2 separate regions of the Sus scrofa genome follow, and region 2 is linked to region 1. The links are chromatin contacts, called in public Hi-C maps. All regions are on one chromosome and are shown on one strand. Each heading gives the region's core, a stretch centred on a gene start, on an enhancer-like site or on the middle of the called end of the contact. The rest is flanking DNA. Distances are from core to core; before and after follow the strand shown. Region 1 overlaps LOC106509733 (a long non-coding RNA gene). Region 2 overlaps ACOXL (acyl-coenzyme A oxidase-like protein).

What was found. A called contact is a pair of places that touch in the nucleus more often than the background predicts.
Region 2: a contact with region 1 is called in a Hi-C map of skeletal muscle, with 10 times the contacts expected there. The contact joins two enhancer-like sites. A contact is called at or near these places in 3 of 47 Hi-C or Micro-C datasets (embryonic fibroblasts and skeletal muscle) and 1 of 2 datasets of contacts at active chromatin or transcription factors (skeletal muscle).

What each region holds. Positions count from the first base shown.
Region 1 is chr3:45,028,036-45,031,723 of Sscrofa11.1, reverse strand. The region is part of intron 4 of LOC106509733 (a long non-coding RNA gene); the gene reads right to left. Among named protein-coding and RNA genes, the nearest start is that of BCL2L11, 170 kb to the left of the region's middle. Within about 2 kb of position 1,788, at least 12 of the 83 cell types and tissues checked have an H3K27ac peak or open chromatin away from gene starts, as enhancers often do. A contact at or near this core is called in skeletal muscle, where this site is marked.
Region 2 is chr3:45,480,287-45,483,974 of Sscrofa11.1, reverse strand. All of the region lies in intron 9 of ACOXL (acyl-coenzyme A oxidase-like protein), which reads left to right. Among named protein-coding and RNA genes, the nearest start is that of ACOXL, 81 kb to the left of the region's middle. Within about 2 kb of position 1,689, at least 20 of the 83 cell types and tissues checked have an H3K27ac peak or open chromatin away from gene starts, as enhancers often do. A contact at or near this core is called in skeletal muscle, where this site is marked.

The sequences.
Region 1 (3,688 bases), core at 539-3,038:
TGCAGCCCAGAGTGGTGCTATTTTGGAGGCCATGCGGTCCTTGAGGGTGTTTTACAACATCCAGACCACTCCGAGCTAAGAATAATCTGTATCTGGAGTTCCCATAGTAGCTCAGCAGGTTAAGACCCTGAGGAGTATCCATGAGGATGCAGGTTCCATCCCTGGCCTCGATTAGTGCATTGAGGATCCGGCATTGCCGGGAGCTGTGGTGTAGGTCACAGATTCAGCTCAGATCCCAGGTTGCTGTGGCTGTGATATAGGCCAGCAGCTGGAACTCCGATTCGACCCCAAGCCTGGAAACTTCCATATGCCGTGGGTGTGGTCCTAAAAAGCAAAAAAAAAAAAAAAAAAAAAAGGGAAAAGAATAATCTGTATCTGCAAAGCAGAAATCATAATAGTTGCTACCTGATAGGTTATAATGGAGATTAAATGAAGGAAAGGCCAGCAGGTGCTGAGAGCAGGGCCTAGGACAGAATAAGGACTCCACAACGACACAGCATTTCTCTGCCATCTGTGAGAGCATTTTCAAAATCATTTTCAAAATTATTTTCCCATTTCCTTTTTATCAAAGAGTGTCCCCAGCGCCACCAGGCACAGCACCCTGGGTGAGGGGTCTCCATTCTGGATGCCAGTATGGTCAGGTTCTGGTGAAGACCTTCTTCTGGGCAGTAGACTGCTATATTCTTTTCTTTTCTTTTGTTGCCCCAGGCTGCAGGGGCTTGATGTGGGATCTCAGTTCTCAGACCAGGGATTGAACCCAGGCTATAGTGGTGAAAGTGCCAAATCCTAACCACTAGACCACCAGGGAACTCCCAGACTGCTATAGTCCCTTTTTTTTTTTTTTGTCTTTTTAGGGCCGTACCCATGGCATATGGAAGTTCCCAGGCCCAGGGTCAAATCATAGCTGTAACGGATGGCCTGCGCTACAGCCACAGCAACACCAGATCTGAGCTGCTTCTTCAACCTACACCACAGCTCATGGCATTGCCGGATCCTTAACCCACTGAGTGAGGCCAGGAATCAAGCCTGAGTCCTCATGGATACTAGTCAGATTTGTTTCTGCTGAACCACAACAGGAGCTCCAAGCTATATTCTTATTGTGTCCTCACACAGCAGAAAGAGGACCAGAGATGGGGCTTCTCCCATTAGGGCACTAAGCCCATTCATGAGGGTTCTGTCCTTATAACCAAATTAATTCCCGGAGGTCCCAGTTCCTGACACCATCACGTCGGGTGGGGGGGTTAGGATTTCAACATATGAATTTGAGGGGGGGGACATCTGGTCCATAACAATGACAAACAGAGAAAAACTGAAGGCCAAACGGGGACTATGGTGGAGAAGAGAATAGGCAGCTGCTCTTCTTCTGAGCATCCTCGGGTGGGAAGATGGCCCAGTGTGACCAGATCATCCCATTTTCTAGGAGAAGTTGGAAAAATACATGTTTTTTTTTTTTTTTTTTAAATGTGAAAGCCAAGCTCCTGATTTTTAAATCTTGACAAGTAGTTTAAAAACGTAAACACATGTGTGCCAAGTAAAACACACTCTCCAGACTGAATGTGGCCTCTGAGCCTCCAGTCCGTGACCTCTGGAAAGATCTAGAATCCTTTTGCTGCTTGAAGGCATGTTACTGCAGGCAGAAATGCCTTGTCTAAACAAGGAGTACGTCTGGAAACACTGTCGCCTGCCTGACGGGTGGGTGGAGTTGGCTGCCATCTGGACCACGGCCTGTCAGAAGCCACCACCTGCTGCAAGGGATGTGACATTCCATCACCAGGGACAGCGTTCTTGTCTTCGGGCTTGGTCGCCTGGTTAAAAATAGATCGGCCTTGACTGCCTTCTCAGTAACTCTGTTCTTGGTAAAAGCAGCAAGTCTGAAGATAAGGCAGTGAAGTTCAGCCTTCGGAGGGTTTGGTGAAGACCGGGATTCCTGAGTTGGGTGTATCTACAGGCTACCTTGGTGCACTTCATGGTTTGCATTCTGACCCACCCAGGACCCAGAGCTGGCCTCCAATTTACAATCCACTGTTCCCAGCAGATGACCTTCAGGTGGGTCCAAGCAGCAGTTGATAGGGAAGCCCTTGAACTCAGTTCTCTCAAAATCACCCTGAATTTCCACCTGTGGCTATTTGCAAAAAAAGATGACTTTCCTTCGCCCACTGCCCACAGCAACACTGGATCTGAGCCACATCGGTGACCTAAGCTGTGGCAATGCTGAATCCTTAACCCACTGAGTCGGGCCAGGGATCGAACCTGCATCCTCATGGCTCCTAGTCAGGTTCTTAACCTGCTAGGACACAACGGGAATGCCTGTTCAACTTCTTATGAATGCTAAGCAGGTTCTGGAAGACGACAGTCTTGTATACACTCTGAGACTGAACATACCTATGGATCATGGCCAGACCATGTATTAGAAAGAGCTCCGGGACTTCCCGTTGTGACTCAGCAGGTTAAGAACCCAACTAGTATCCATGAGGATGAGGATTCAATTTCTGGCTTCCCTCAGTGGGTTAAAGGATCTGGCATTGCCTTGAGCTGCAGTGTTGGTTGCAGATGCGGCTCAGATCTGGTGTTGCTGTTGCTGTGGCTGTGTCGTAGGCCAGCAGCTACAGCTCTGATTTAACCCCTAGCCTGGGAACTTCCATGAGCCACAGGTGCGGCCCTAAAAACAGAGAAAGAACTTGGACCCAGAGTATGCAACAACCAGCTAAGGAAGCCAAATGACTTCATAGCAGTTGGTCCCAAACTGCCAGGAGGTAGTTAAAACCAATTAGTTTCCCTAACTGTTGTCCCCACTTCCAACTTGGGACCAGAAGAGAAAGCCAGCTATGCATTGCTAATCCACCCCATAGGATGCTGCGACTATGACAGCTAGTTGCTGCCTCCAGCTTTCCCCACTGATGGGCTCCCAGCAGAGCACACCTGGAGCCCCTTTTCTTTTCCTCCAGAAATCTTGCTTCTCCTCCCCACCCCAGCCCTGTCTGCCTTGGTGATGCCAAAAGCAAGTGACCGTGATGGTGGCTGACTCCCTGGCTGGGGTCAGCTCCCACCAAACAGCCTTTGCTTTCTTGTTTAGGTGGTTCACGTCCAGGGCTCACACGCACTCACATACACACAGTTCGGTCGGCTGTTCGGGTCGCTCCAGGTTGATGAAGATGTGCCTGCAGTCTCGCACTAACTGCAGAACCCACTTGGAGGAGGCAGTTCCAAGGAAATTGATGTTCCAACCAGTCCCAGATGAAGGGCAAAGGAGCCCAAGAGATGTTTGAAATCATTGTGTTTTGACCGGAAACTTTATTAACCTGGAGACAATGGGACAATTGTCCCTGAGTGAACAAAGCGAAATGCTCAAGTCTGGGACAAGCAGAGCTGCCCTAATGGCCTAGGCATGGATTTCTGAAGGTCTATGCCAGCGTTGGCAAGAGCAGCCATGGCTGTGAACGGGCTGGGCCATGGACACAGGCAGCCCTGTCACCTCCTCACTGGAGCAAGTCCCAAAGGTTTTTAAGCCTCAGAAAAGGACCCAACTTTCCACCCTCATCAAGTCACCAGACTGACCTTCAAGCCAACTGAAGGAGCATCTTGGGAAGGACAAAGCATTTTCTCATCTCGGAACAAAACGTCACAGAGAGAGAGCTTTAAATACATCATACCTGTATTTTGCAGGGAGAAGCAAACTAAAGTAGAAATG
Region 2 (3,688 bases), core at 440-2,939, 450 kb before region 1:
AGCCCAGCTTCTCTCTCAGGTGTCTGAATAGCAGGACTGTCCTTCCTCACTCCCTCCCACCAGGTCTGCCCTGGCCCACTCACGGGAAGCCTGCCTGACCAAGCTCCCCGACACACTGCCTTTCCCACCCATGGGTGCAGCTATGACACTCAGTCCTGAGCCAGCACCCACTGCCTGCCCGTGGGCCCTGCTTTCCGTGCTCTTTCAAAGCATGGATGCGTGTTCAGTCCTGAAGATCTGGGTCTGGAGTGGCCCAGTGGGTCCCCTTCGCCGAATGGTCTGAGTCTGAGAGGCCTGGGGAGAGCCTTGTGACGCAGGCACTGGGGTGAGGCCGAGGGCCCTAGATGGCTGCAGTGAAGTGCTGAGGAAAATACTTCTCCCGAGTCCGTGATAGAAACTGTTGCAGCCATTTTCCAGACTCCAGAAGGAGGCAGAAGGAGAGAAAGCAGATGGGCCTAGACTTGCCTTGTGGAGTAGATGGGACAGACATCTGCTCAGGGTTCTCTGAAGCCATGACATTTGCATGGGAGCCCATCCGATCACAGCAGCCTTCAGGGGCCCTCCGGCGAGAGTGTCTGTGAAGGTTAAAGCCACATGCTGCTTAGTGGCTGGAGAGGTGCTGTAGAAACCCTGGGCCGTTACATTTTGAGTGGGTGATGTAGAGTGAAGGACATCCACACTGCCTGTCAGCCCATCCAGGCCAGTGGTGGGATCCTCAGGGACAGGCATGGGGTGGTGTAGATGGAACATGGTGTGGGGGCTTCTGGGAGAGACTGGATTTTAAGTGTTGGTCGATCTGGAGCAGTGGGGGTGGGGGGCGAGGATGCAGAGAGGCTGATTATTTATTTATTTATTTATTGGCTTTTTAGGGCTGCATCTGTGGCATATGGATATTCCCATGCTAGGGGTTGAATTGGAGCTATGGCTGCTGGCCTACGCCATAGCCACAGCAATGCCAGAACCGAGCTGTGTCTGCTACCTACACCACAGCTCATGGTAACGCCAGATCCTTAACCCACTGAGTGAGGCCAGGGATTGAACCTGCAACCTCATGGTTTCTAGTCAGATTTGTTTTCGCTGAGCCACGATGGGAACTCCAGAGGCTGATTTTTAAAAGTATCTATTATGCATTTTACTGAACATGATCAAGGGATCAAACCCTATGGGCTCCAGAGGGTCTGGGGCAGGGACCACGTTTGGATCAATTCCTGGTCAGGCATCTGACATACATACTTTGTTCCTGGCCACGTATAGGCTTTCTCATAAAGTCAGAGAACTTGGCTCAAATTTCACCTTGGACATGACCAGCAGCGGGGTTGTGGGCAGATCAGTAAGCTTCTTTGGGGCTCAGTTTCTCCATATGTAAAATGGGCCTTCAGACAATGATGAGGCCTGAATAAGGATGTGCTGGTGCAGAGGAAGTACGGGGTTGCTCAGAGCTGTTACAGATGTGATGGCTGCTGCTGGTACCAAGGAGATAGGAGCCTGCTTTGGGAGGGGAATAAATGGGCTTCTCCCTGAAACAGATGCTGGCTGGTTTGAGGCATTTTGTAGAGCTGCATGCCATCCCTGTGATTCCAGAGTATCTAAATAGAACACGATCCGTGATGGTGAGTCAGCGCCTCCCCTGTCCAGGAGGAAGGTTGTCCAGGTGACCGCGAGAGCCCTCGCAGAGCCACCAACATCAGATCCTTGTGGTCCGGGCACCAGTATGTGTCTCCTGGAAAGGGAGCCTGGCTGCCATGATCTCATCCTGAGCCTCTGGAGGGGGGGAAGATGATGTCACCAGCCGCTGGCAGCTCCTTCTCTCCTTTGGCTCAAACACAAGACAGATGCTCTCTCGGCTGAAACCTGAGCCGGTCCTGCTTGTTCTGGGCTTGCTGAGGAGAGGAAAACGGACCCCTGTCTCTGACGTGCATTCTTCCCGTGTTAGAAAACTGTCACCTCGGCTCCCCATGGTGACATTTGCTCAAGGCTGAGCACACGGGGTCCTTTTAAACTCTGCCCTTTTGTGTCTGTGTGTGTGTGGGGTGGTGGATATCTCTCATTTTCACAGCAGTTCTCAGGGAAGGATGGTCCTGGCATGTTGTGTGGACAAGGTTGACATGTAGCTACAATTAAAAAGGGTAGTAGAGTTAAGTGGGAACAGGGACAGTCCAGCCCAGCACAGGAATCCCTAGAAGCTGGAGGTGCTTGGACATAGGGTTAGCCAAGTTACACAGCTGGGTCATGGCAGGCCACTGGCTGGCCACTGAGTTGTTGGGTCGGGAGGACCCTCATGAAGGCGCTAACTAAGGCTGCAGCGAGGATGGGGCCCTGCTCTTGCTCATCACCCTGACACGGCGCTGAGCCAGGCAGAGGGACGACGCCCCCTAGGAAGTCAGAGTTGAGACAAGCAGGATTGGCCTGTGTGGAGATGGTTGGAATATTGTGTCTGTTCTGGAGTCCTGGGTGAGGCCAGAAAAACGTGGGCTCTGAAATCAGCCTCTCTGGATTTGCTTCCTGCCCCTGGGTGCCCTCAGCGGGTTATTGAACCATCTCCATACCTCTAAAAATCAGAACAGCACCCCCCTCCCCAGAGAGCTGTTATAAGGCCCCAGCGAATAATACTGGTAAGGCTTATCCCAGTGCCTCATATACTGAATCATCAATACACAGAGGCTGTTATTAGTGCCAGGGATGTGGAAGCTAGCTTATATAAGCAAGCCTGGATACACTGATGATTGAAGATGACATTTGAGATGGCGAGGATAAGAAATTGAGTTTTTATTGATTGATTGATTTTTTGCCATGTCCGAGGCACGTGGAGGTTCCAGGGCCAGGGATTGGACCTGAGCCACAGCAGTGACAATGCTGCTGAATCCTTAACCCACTGAGCCACCAGGGAGCTCCACAAACAGGGTTTATAACACATGCTCACCCCCAGGTGGTTGTGGCAGCTTGGATCTGAGGGCGCAGAATCGTGAGGCTGACAGGTGGCTGTGGTTGTGGTGAGCTAAAGGATGGGGTGGGGAGTGGTGGGGTCTGTTCCTTCTGGCTGTCCTCCTGGGGTTGGGTGAAGGACACATGGTCTGGAGAGAAGAGTGGAGAGCCTGAGTGACCATCTCAGAGTCATCAATGGGTGCGGGAGTGAAGGTGGAGGGCGGCTATTCCTGGGACCTGGGGATGTAGGAAGAGCAAAGGGAAGAACTGATCTCAGGTGGGACCCTGGGGACATGTAATGGACACACGACCCTTCCTGACAGTAACATTGTTGGATGTGAATCAAGGGTCTGTGGAAGGTGCTAGAGCCCACTTTTACAAGAGAGTCTTTCCCCTCTGTTGATGGGGATTTAGGGACATTGCATCCTTAAGTGACCTTCCCAAGATCTTCTGATGGTGAGGGTTCAGGGAGAATTAGAACAACAAAGAAGAGGAGGTCTGGGGCATCTGTGTCTCCTTCTGGGTCAGAGGCAGCCCTTTAACCACCAGGGGCTGTGGTGCTGTATTGAACAGACACAGGGTGGAACAGGCTGTGTGTTCCTCTTGCTCTCTCTGCTCTCTGGTCTTGCCTTGTGGCTTCCTCTGCACCCTGGTTCTGATACATCCTCAGAGGTGTCCTTGACATTGGTGTTCTCACCTGGTGTCTGGTGCCTGCATCTGGCCCCATAGTGACTAGAGTCACAGGCTGGGCAGCTAGTGTCAGATG